Linked DNA regions of Arachis hypogaea: region 1 is linked to region 2. Evidence: chromatin contacts called from public Hi-C data. All regions are on one chromosome and are shown on one strand. The core of a region is the stretch at or near the end of the contact, and the rest is flanking DNA. Distances in the headings are between cores, read along the strand shown. Region 1 overlaps LOC112697381 (E3 ubiquitin-protein ligase BRE1-like 1). Region 2 holds the start of LOC112697377 (RGS1-HXK1-interacting protein 1).

Evidence for each region. Hi-C and Micro-C count contacts between places; a contact is called where the count stands out from the background.
Region 1: a Hi-C map of leaf shows a contact between it and region 2, with 2.5 times the contacts expected there. The contact joins the enhancer-like site here to the promoter of LOC112697377 in region 2. A contact is called at or near these places in 4 of 8 Hi-C or Micro-C datasets (leaf and an unstated tissue).

What each region holds. Positions count from the first base shown.
Region 1 is chr6:106,419,819-106,425,728 of arahy.Tifrunner.gnm2.J5K5, reverse strand. It overlaps LOC112697381 (E3 ubiquitin-protein ligase BRE1-like 1), which reads left to right. Exons shown (of 19, transcript XR_011862628.1): 16 at 227-364; 17 at 426-639; 18 at 744-909; 19 at 1,433-2,196. It also overlaps the pseudogene LOC112805877. Among protein-coding and RNA genes, the nearest start is that of LOC112697381, 20 kb to the left of the region's middle. Within about 2 kb of position 2,873, at least 2 of the 3 cell types and tissues checked have open chromatin away from gene starts, as enhancers often do.
Region 2 is chr6:106,244,814-106,250,137 of arahy.Tifrunner.gnm2.J5K5, reverse strand. LOC112697377 (RGS1-HXK1-interacting protein 1) reads right to left here and starts at 1,899. Exons shown (of 9, transcript XM_025750518.3): 1 at 1,516-1,899; 2 at 919-985; 3 at 741-818. The coding sequence starts at 1,746. It overlaps LOC112697376, which reads right to left. Exons shown (of 16, transcript XM_025750517.3): 15 at 3,816-4,200; 16 at 2,489-3,721. The coding sequence ends at 2,675.

The DNA.
Region 1 (5,910 bases), core at 1,624-4,123, 170 kb before region 2:
GTATATATTCAACGTTTGCGAATAAAATAGCAAACCGACATCTGTATTCATATCAATGCACATAGCATAACTTAACTTCTCTCCCCCTCATGTTTTTCCTTTCAGTTTTAAAATATTAAAATGTTTAGATATCTTCTCTTTTATTATTCTATCTTAATATGAGTAAGTGCATATATGAAGAAATCATGGCTTGCATTGGGTGCCTGCTAATATTGTTATGGTGCAGCTTGTTTTAGAAGGTGTAAGGGCAAGACAAAAGCAAGATTCTTTGGTCATGGAAAAGCGGGTAATGCAACACGAGATCCAGCAAGCAAATGTAACCCGAAATTTATATGATTCAAAAGCTGCGAGAATTGAGGACCAGGTACATAGATCTTGATATAAACTGCATTTCAGATATGAATTTAGAGTTGATGTCTTATTAGTTCCTATGCAGTTGAAATTTTGTTCAGATCAAATTCAAAGACTAATAGAGGATAAGATGCAAAGTTCTGTCACTTTGGAAAACACTCATAGAAGGCTGTTGGATGTTAGAAGATCATCTCAACAGGTTAAGGATACAGTTACAGAGGTGCAATCTAAATCTGGTAGTAGTCGAGTTACTTGTATGGAGTTACATGTTGAACTTGAGAAAGAAAGGTATTTCATAATGTAAATATTTCGGTATTTGTATGCTTTAGACAGATTGATTGGAATGCTTTAATTAATTTCTCTTTCTATACACCATTTCATTCTTGTTCTAGATTTTCCAAGAAAAGAATAGAGGAGGAGCTGGAGGTTTCTAGGAGAAAGCTTTCGCGCCTTAAAGCACAGAATGAAGGATGCTCGGTGATTGAAAGACTCCAAGAGGAACTGGCAGAGTACCGGGAAATTGTTAAATGCAGTATCTGCCAAGACCGAACAAAAGAGGTACATGATTTTCTTCCTCTTTCTGAATGGATTGTGAGCTATTATGTTGGGTAAAATTTGTAAACATGCTGGATAGAATAGTCTCCTATTATAGCTGGTAAATACTTGAAGTCATCTTTGACGCTCCTTGGCTTTATATTCGAGGATGGGAGCTTTATTTTGTACGAGAGTATTTAAATAATTTTTGTCTATCTATGTTGAAAGGAACAAAGGTTTTAGGATTTTTGGGATGTCAATGGGTTATTTAATGTGTACAACATGGACATGAAAACGATAGCAGCTGCTAAAATTTATTAGCAGCCCACTAATAGTAGGTACATGTGACCTTAAGGACAAGGTGGGATATTATGTGGGGTAAATTGTTAGTAGTTAGCTACAAAAGGAAGAGGGGAGAATTATATGAACTCTTGGAGTTAAAAAACACTAGAATTTCCTCTAGTAATTATTGAATACACATTAGTTTTTTGTATTTTGGTTTGTGTTTTACTAAACTTGTCTTTCTTTTTCCTTTTTTTTTTGTCAGGTGGTAATTACAAAATGCTACCACTTGTTTTGCGGTACATGTATCCAGAAAGTATCTGGGAGTCGACACCGCAAATGTCCACAGTGTAGCACAAGCTTTGGGGCTAATGATGTTAAGCCTGTTTACTTGTGACTGGAAACTTGGAGTTCTCTCCTGTGGGTTGGCGGCCAGACCATAGTTTTCTTTTGAATTTTCTGGTAAAAAAGAAATGGGGTATGAATACTCAACAGTTGATAAGGAACTTTGGCAGGGAATACTGAGTTCCTGTCCGGTTTTGATTTAGATCAAAACGGATTCTTTTTGCTGGTACTTTTTCTTGGTACCATCTGTACTTTGTTGAATCTGGAATATTTAGATTTAGAGTTTAGTATAAAGAACTTGGAGCCATAGGAAAAGTGATAATTGTTCCATGCAGATTTATCATAATACATCTTCCGATGCGATTTGGAGAGGTCATCAAGGTTGGCCTTCGCTGTGCGATTAATAATTCGAACTGTTGTATTCCTGAAACATGGCAAATTGCCTTGGAAGTTGACTCTAGAGAGAAGATATTCTGACATCTGTAGTTTGATTGCTAGAAACACAAATTTTGTCTTGGGATGCTTTTGTATATACGTTTGATTTGATTGTATAATTTGTCGTTCAATTCCCTTTTTGATAGCCTGTAATCCTTGTAATGGGTAATGCTATGCCAAACGATTTTTGCTCGGTCTGTATAGTTATCATAACTTGATTCTATAAATTGTATAGAGTCTTGTTTCTTATGTGTTGTATTGTTGAAGCTTCGGTTCTGCCAATTGGAGCAATGGTCTCTGTGGGGGCGTCACTTGATATGTATATCCAAAAACAGAATGTTTGGATGTGAACTTGGTGCTCACGGGTACATCGAGTCCGTTCTGGTTAATTGTTTCTTCGTATTTTTTTTCATGGTGAAAAACCATGTATTTAGTTATTATGGTTTCGGCCTTCATTACTGATTTAACAGGAATTCAATGTGTTGCAGATAAAAAAATCACCCTAAAATTTTTCTTCTTGGCTTAGCTCGAGACTAAGAAGAACACCGATGACCTGAGGACTCCTGGCCCAAAAGGCATCGGGTTCTCTTGCATAGAGAGCATTAAGGTCGAATATCGAGTAGTATTTGGAACTTGAAAATGGTTAGGGAGTGGCGACAGTGGTGGTAAGATAATTCGTGATGAAGGAATAAAGCTGGGTTAGGTTGAACTTTGTGTCCTTGTGCTGTCATTATCGAAGATAGTTTAGACTCGCTCTTTGCCTTACTTGGAGTCTCTTGAAATTCTAGAAACATACGAGTTTTGCTAGGATTTTAAGGAATGAACTCTTTGGTCCTACAAATGGGCCCAACGGTAAAACTTGGTGGAACTGAACATGATAATGATGAAGTACCATCCATATCCACAAACTTAATAATATAAAGCTCTATTACTTGTTGGATATCACGCTCTTTTATATCGGACACTAGCTGTCATCCAATGGAAGAAATTGATATTCTACTTGTGTGTTTAATTCCAATTATTTCGATATACATTAGAATAAAACTTTTAAGCTTTATCAAAGATTACAACCACCAAGTAAGCATAATAATGGAATAATTGCATACAAGACATGCACTATCATCTTTACATATAATAGTTTTATTTGGATAAACACGACTATATGTTCACTAGAATTTGAGCTTGAGAATACATTAGAATTAACGAATGAATTATTTAGAAATTAGGATTTAGTATTTGTAGGACAGTCATTTTTTTTCCTTGATCTCTTGCTATTTCACAGTTACTACGCGCAAAATTGGGACACCTTATATTGTTCTATTTCACTTTTTCTGACTGCGAAATTTCGTTAACGCCTTTCTTTCCAAGACATGCAGCGAATGCGAAAATTGTGTTAATGTGTTTGATTAATGTCATGACCAATTTTTCATAGTGACCGTGAAATTGGTTTCTATCTTAATTTCACAATCCGAACTTGTGAAGTTAGATTGCCAATAAAATTATGAAATAATAAGCAAAAATTATTTTCTTTTTTTAAATGAATTAGTAAATAAAGAATTTTTAAAATAAAAAGTAAAAAATTAATATGATATAAAAGGGTGATGAAATTTCTGTTTGAATGAATGCATAATGAAGATTTTTATTTTTTTTGCACAATATCAGCTTTCACTTCTTTTTATTTAATGATGTAGTTTCCAACCATGCTATGTATGAGGGAAAAAAAACTATCAAAACAATTATTGGCAATTTGGCATAAAATATATGTTCGTATTAGGGGATTTATATTTAAAATGTATAGAACACAACAGGTGTGTGTATATATAAAAATAGAATAAACTATTATCTGTACTTATAAATTTTATGAATATTGATAAAAATATCCATCAAATAAAGAAACTAATATTGTACTAAAAAAATGGGTTTCATATTAGAAAAATACTCAAACCTTAATTTTTTGTTGACTTTTTAATAAAATTTTTAAATTACTCCTACCATCTTCTTCCCTAAATTTCAAACTTTCACAACCCTCTTCCCACCAACACTTTTTCTGATTATTACCACCGTCTCCCCTTTCCCTCTCCACTGCCACCACTCACCATCAACACCACCAGCACCACCATCATCTCCCCTTAACACCATCATTCCTATTTTGTGGAGGTTTTCTCTCAGTAGTTGTGAGCTGATCTATAAGTAACAAATTAGAATTATAAGAGCACTGGGATCAAACAAAAATCCAAAATCAGATCTCAAATCATTAAAAATCTCAAGATTCTCACTGGTAAAGAATCAGAACAAGGGCGCAATCATGAAAGAGAATAAATTGTTGTACAAAACAAAACTCCAAGAGTTCAATCCTAGATTCATGATCATGTGCTTGACGTAAACCATCTCAGTAGTGATTATGACAAGATAAGTAAAAACCTAAGAATAAATAGTAAAGGTAAAAGCGGAATCAATGGCAACATACCTCGGCGCCAGCGAGGATAACAACGCGGGAGAAAAATGTGAACTTGGAGGGGCAAGGCAAGTGGTAGAAGACGGTATCTACAAGGGCGACGAAGAGAGGTGTGAGAGATTGGAAGACGATGAAGGTGTTGACATCGACGCGGTGGAGGAGGTTGGTGTTGGTGAAGATGACGAGAGGAAGAAGACGAGTGTAGCGGAAAAGAAGCGCTTGGCGGTGTCGACAGTGAAGGGGTCGTGGTGGAGGAACCCTAATTTGTCGAGAAGGTAGATGCCGAGAGCGGAAGTGAGGTACTGGAGTGCGGTTAAGAGGTTGGGATAGTTGAATTGGGTGATAGCATGTTGATGATGGTGGAGAGATTGGAGCAGAGTGCGTAACCGACCACAAGAAAATGAGATTTTGTGGAGAGGGGAGGGGAGGTAGTAGTAAGGAAGGTGGTGGTGGTGGTGAGGGTTGTTGTGAAAGTTTGAAATTTGGGGGAGAAGATAATAGGTAGGGGTAATTTAGAAATTTTATTAAAAATTCAACAAAAATTAGGATTTTGGTATTTTTGTCACACGAAACCCATAATATGGGTACAACGTTAGTTTTTTTTTATTTGATGGGTACTTTTGTCAGCGTTCACAAAGTTCATAGGTACAAATGGTAGTTTATTTGTAAAAATACATATGATTTCGTGTTAGATTTTTGTACACTCGCATTTTTTATGTCACTACAAGAAAAATGTTGAGTACCTTTAGAATTACCGTCGGATTTAGCATCGACTTGTATCGGCAGATTTACTGTCGAAATTTTCAACGAAAAGGAGGAGAAATTCGTCGCCATAAAAGGTTACCGTTGGAAGAGATTTTTCGTTGCTAAACCCGATGGTAATTATTGGTGTGAAAATATAACTCAACAGCGCCAATGTTACAGTCGGATATTCCGCCGGTATAACGATTTAAAGAAATGCGTTGTTTTGGTGATTTACCGTCGAAAAAATCCGATGGTAAAATTGGGTTAAAATTCAAACACAAAACCCTTCCCCTTCACTTGTCTTAATGCTTTCACTCTCTTCTCCCTCTCTCTCTTCTCGTCTTCTCTCTCCATCACCATCGAATCGTCACTGTCGCCACCGCCGGGAGCTCGTCGTCGTCATTGCTGCCCCTTGAAATACCCATTGAAGCAACCGTTGCACATCTCATCGATTCTGCTGTTGTTGCTCTCCCCGCTGCATCCTCCACCATGGCTATCGTTCACGCCGTCATGACTGCCATCTCTGTCACTACCACATTAAAGAGACCCTGCAGCCACTATCATCAGATTTATTGTTGGTATGGTTATTTTCTTTTTACATATTAATTTGTGACTTTAGCATTTTGTTAGGGTTTAGGTTAACTCAGTGGTTAAATTTGTTTAACGAAGTGTGTGATTAGGATTTGTTGTTTTAATTTAATGGATGTAAAAATCAAATAATGTTAGAGTAGGTTAAGTAAGGTGAGATTAAGAGTGCTTGAGTT
Region 2 (5,324 bases), core at 650-3,149:
TTGAGAGTGAGGTTAGGCATTTTGGATGGTGAGGAATAACCAAAATTGAGAAAGCAGGCTCTGGAATGTCTGCCATTTTTATTTTTCTTCATTACTTTTTCTTTTGGTAAATAATACAAACACATTGGGAAATTGGGTGATAGCATGCCCTTCTACTATTTTGCTCATTCTTGATTACTCTTGACACCAAGGTGTTACACTATTTCCTCCCCATGCCTCTTCTCGAGGCCACCTTTGCTACTCCACCATATCCTCAAAGCAAATAAGGGTTGAAGAAACTTCCAGTTTCTCAACCGCAACAGCCAACCAACACACTGGTTGTTGGTAATCAATTGGAGGATCATCTCGCCATTCCAGAAGAAAAAGATTGTGGTTTTAAAAATTAACAGTAATATCTTAATATAAGTACATCAGCAGCAATATAAGTTATAAAAACCATTTCAGGCTTGTGTCATAAAGCAGGTTATAATCAACCAATAAAGGATCATATACAAAGTTGTGAGAGAGGGACACTGCTGCCAGCCCAAACATAGAAACAAGCCAAAACGCAAAATAAGCAATTCCTTTTGTCAATTTCTATCTCATATTGTGAATTGTTGTTCATACCATTTAGTATTTTTGTAATTTAACTTCTAAAGTATGAAAATGAAATAGGCGATGAGGTGTTAATGCCAGTGCTTGTACAAAAAAACTAATCTCTAAAATAGACCACATTCATTAAAACAAGCACAGAATCTTACTTTTAAATGCCAAAACTCCCAAGACAGCAGTGGTCCCACATGTAATCATTGGATGTGAAGCAGCAACAAGAACACCCTCTGCAATGGAAGATTAACAAATAAAAGCGTAAAATTTAGAAACTTATCATAATGGAAACCAAAAAAAGCCTAATCTCAGTGCATAACTAAAATTCCAAACCTTTAATCTTTCCGAACATAAGATCCTCATAAGCATTGTACTGAGCCTTGACATCATCCAAAGCAAGCTACAATCCACATTCAACAGAAATTCAAAAAGATATCAGTTTCATCAGAATAAAACTAAGACAAATATCTGACCTAGTTCAAATGTTCAATTATTTACAAACTACAAAAATTCATCACATTGTCAGAAGAGCTAACTACACTAAACGAACGAGCAAACTAACACAACACCAACACTTGATCGGTTGAAGTGGCAGATACTCATTTCCCTTAATCAGTGCTCTAGGGTTATCACGGTATGCAAAAACCAGTGTCGGGAAAGTTATGCCTCCTATAAGATCTCAAATCCTGAATAGGATTGCTTTCAATTGGAGCATTCCTATGGTTTCACCCATAATAATAATAATAATAATAATAATAATAATAATAATAATAATTCCAACAGAAGGTGTCATGTGAAATCGAATTCGGTTGTGACAAAATAAATTTCCCACTGTTTCACAGTCATGCACTATCTTCCCCTGAATTTCAAAGAAAATAAAATAATCTGGTAAACCAACGAAAGAGGGGGATGGAGGAGATAATTTTTCACCAAGGTTTGTTGAAAATGAGCGGAAGAAGTTGAGCGGATTTGAGAGAAACGGGAGTTTGAAGCGTCGATGGCAGAATCGATGGCGTCGTTGAGAGCGGCATGGTAGAGCTGGGCTTGGCCAACAACGTAGTCGACGAACGGCGTCGTTTCATTGAAAGCGGGAAGGGAGCCACTTGTGCCAGGCGAAGGGGGTGGTGCGTCGGTTTTGGATGATTCCTGAGGTGTCGCCATTTGCAGTGAATCTTTGTTCCTTGCGTTTGTGTCCCTCTGACCACTGTCTCATTTCCCCCCTCTTCTATTTACGTTCTTCAAATATTGACCTGTGGATTCTAAGCTCAGCCATCCATTCACTTTTCATGTCTTCAATTTTCACCCTTTTTTTTTCTTATTTTTCATTTTGTGTTGAGAATATATAATTTACAAAAAATTTTATTCGAATACAGTTGTCATTTACATAAAATTAATAATTTAAATATTTAATTAAATTATTAATATTATCTAATAATTATTAATAATCAACTTCATATAAAACCACAATATATAAATTCTTACTTCTTTAATGTTTACAATCAAATCACATTTTATAATAGACCTTTTTATGTAAATAAAATAAAATAATCAAATTACTAGAATTTTCTAAATCAAAACTAGTTATACATGTCATATTTTAATATTATATAAATCATGTTATTTAAGTTTGTATATAACTATATATATCGTAAAAGTATATCACAATTTATGTGGTAAATTCTCAGCTCCTTTTTTCACGTGGCAAGACTTTGAGTCTATATTTTTTATATAAATAGTAATAGATTACTACGATTTATGACCATGCACCCTGATCACCTAAATAGGTTGAGGTTGATTCTACAATACATCTTCCAAAGCTTCCACGTCTTTTGTCTATTTCGAAGTCAGAAATTTATGCATTTAAGCTATCATGCACAACTAGTTATATCATAGAGTGAGGATATAAAGTATAAACTGAGTTTCATAAACACAATTTTTGACAATAACTAAACCACTCATAATCGATCACAAAATAAACCGTTACCAAGTTAACCATCGAAGTTTCAATGGCCCAACTCAAAGTCAATACACCACTAATAGCAAACAAAACATACATAGCCTTAAATCCTAACTAGAAAAGGCATTGTGTTCAGCCAGTCAAATTCTTTAGGTCCTCCAATGTAAAAGTGTTGAGCCAACCAAATGCCAACTTAGGATCATCTCGCATCAAATGCACAAAAGTTTGCCTGTTAACAATCTTTGTAAGAACTCTGCAGGCAATGAAGTACAAAGTACTTCCTTTCTCGAGACCAGGCACACTACCAAGTAACGTCAGACAGCTATCCAAATCCAAATTACATTCAAAACCAGTGGCAGTATTATTTGCTTTTGCCTTAACTGCTTTACCAGAATGCTTCTTAGCTTTCCTCAGTCTCTTCCTTTTCTTCGGAACACTATTTGAAGGACCAGGCTCTGCATTATGTGAATGATAAGTTTCTTTATTAGCAACACCATCACCATCCCCAACACCCTCATCAGAAGCCCTTAATTCAAGGTTATCCTCATTCTCTCCAAGAGGCTCCACATTAGCAATGCCAACAACATCACCATCCCCTTCATGGGAAGCCCTTAATTCCGGATTATCCTCATTCTCTTCACTAAGTTCTACATTATGCGTATCATGAGTTTTGTCAATAGCAACATCACTGCCGGAGACACCCTCATCAAAAGCCCTTAATTCAGGATTAATCTCATTCTCTTCCCTAATGGGAACATCAGCGCTACTGACACCCTCATCGGAAGCCCTTAGTTCGGGATTATTCTCATTCTCTTTCCTAGGCTCTACATTATGCATATGATGATGAGTTTCTTCAATAGCAACATCAACAACATCACTGAAACCCTCCTCAGAGGCCCTTAATTCAGGATTATTCTCATTATATTCCCTATGCTGCACATTCTGTGTATGATGAGTTTCTTCAATAGCAACATCATCACCACTGTCCCCATCATCCTCATTGGAAGCCCTTAATTCAAGATTATCCTCATTCTCTTCACCATAAAACCCCACCCCATTTGGTGATGGATCTGCATATATAGCTACATAACTTGTACCTTTAGCATCTTCAAAGCAAGCCTCCAACTTATCTAAGTGTGGAGGACCTTGATGCTCAAACTTTAGAAATGCAGGGTTCTCCTAAAATCCAAAGGAGATCAAGAATACGTAAATAGATAATAGAAAAGTAACAACTAAAATTACTAAATTAAAAGCAATAGCATAAAAAATGTACCTTTTTTCTGGATTCCCAAAATTTGGGAGGTGCTTTGACAGTTTTTTTAATAGGATCCCATCCTAAACCAGTTTGATTTTCAACAAGCTTTGTCCATAAAGTAAAATCATTTTTTAGATTGTCCAGTTCCTTTTTCAATTGCCTATGATCATAATTTTGACCAGTTTTTCCATTAAACTTGGCAACCACATTGTTCCATCCCTCTTTGTTAAAGTCATCATGAGGCCTATTCCCAGCAGCTATTTCCTGAACACATACTTCCAAGAAAACTCCTATTGTGAAATCATCCCATTTATCATTGTCTGGAATGGGCTGATTCTCTTGAGTAGCTCTTCTATGTGTCACTTCCGGAGGGATGCTATGTTCCTCTTCCTCCAAAGGCACGCTATATTTATACAATAAAACAATACCAAAATATTGCACAATTTTTATTATAACAATCATACCTTTAATTACATAATGCATCAAACAAAAGTAATATTCTATATTTTTAAGTTTTCATCATCTACCATTGAGATCAATCTCCAAAAAGAGACAAGATTTCACCTATGTTCTACAACAGCAAGAGCAAAACATATCGGATCGGATCAAACACAAACTGTTGAACACACAAAATAAAAGTCCAGAAATAAATTAACCTAGACACAGAGCTACATATATCAGGTTAAGATTTAAGCCACTGGGTCTAGTGTTGGATACCTGGGTCAGCTGGAAAAACTTTTTCCTCAAGGAAAACGGAAAACTAACAACTAAATAGCAGAGCAAAAGGAAACAACAGCAAAAGTGACAAACAGAACTAGGCTTTGGCCCTCCACAGCACCCCACCATGAGAAAGAAAAAACTCGACACATGATGAGAATAGTTGAACCACATAGGAAGGATTTTAAACTCCTTCAAATTAAAGTGTTAATCGAGAAATCACCAGCAAATAACCAATTGTCAGCAGATACAAAAATTTATAGCATAAAATAAAATCAGAAAATGATTTACAGCTTCTTTAAAATTAACTCTCACTCTAATGCCAACTATCAAAATCATGCACAAAGAATATATATTACGGGAGCAAACAAAACACAATGAATACAAGGAAAAGCAACAACATCCGCTATCTAATTAAAAAGAGAACATAATTACATTAAATTTCTTAATATCTCTCCATCCATATGTGACGGTAAATATGTAACGTCAGGTTGATTAATAAGTAATAACCTATATATCGGGTCGGGGGAGGGAGAAGGTTGTTTCATTTTAATAAAAAGGAAATATAGTGAAGGAAGTGGAAGCATGTTATGACCCCATTAATGTTACAGTTAATATTAGTGTAACTGGAAAGGAAATAGTAGAGTATCTTTTGTCCTTTGTTAGAGTCCTGGCAGTCAGGATGTCTCTTGAATATCCTTTCTATCTTGTAAATTGTAAGTCATCAATAAATAGATTCCAATTCTAACGAAAGACATAAGTACAAGGACAGTCTGGTGCACAAGAATCCCTCGCTAATGCAGGGTTTGG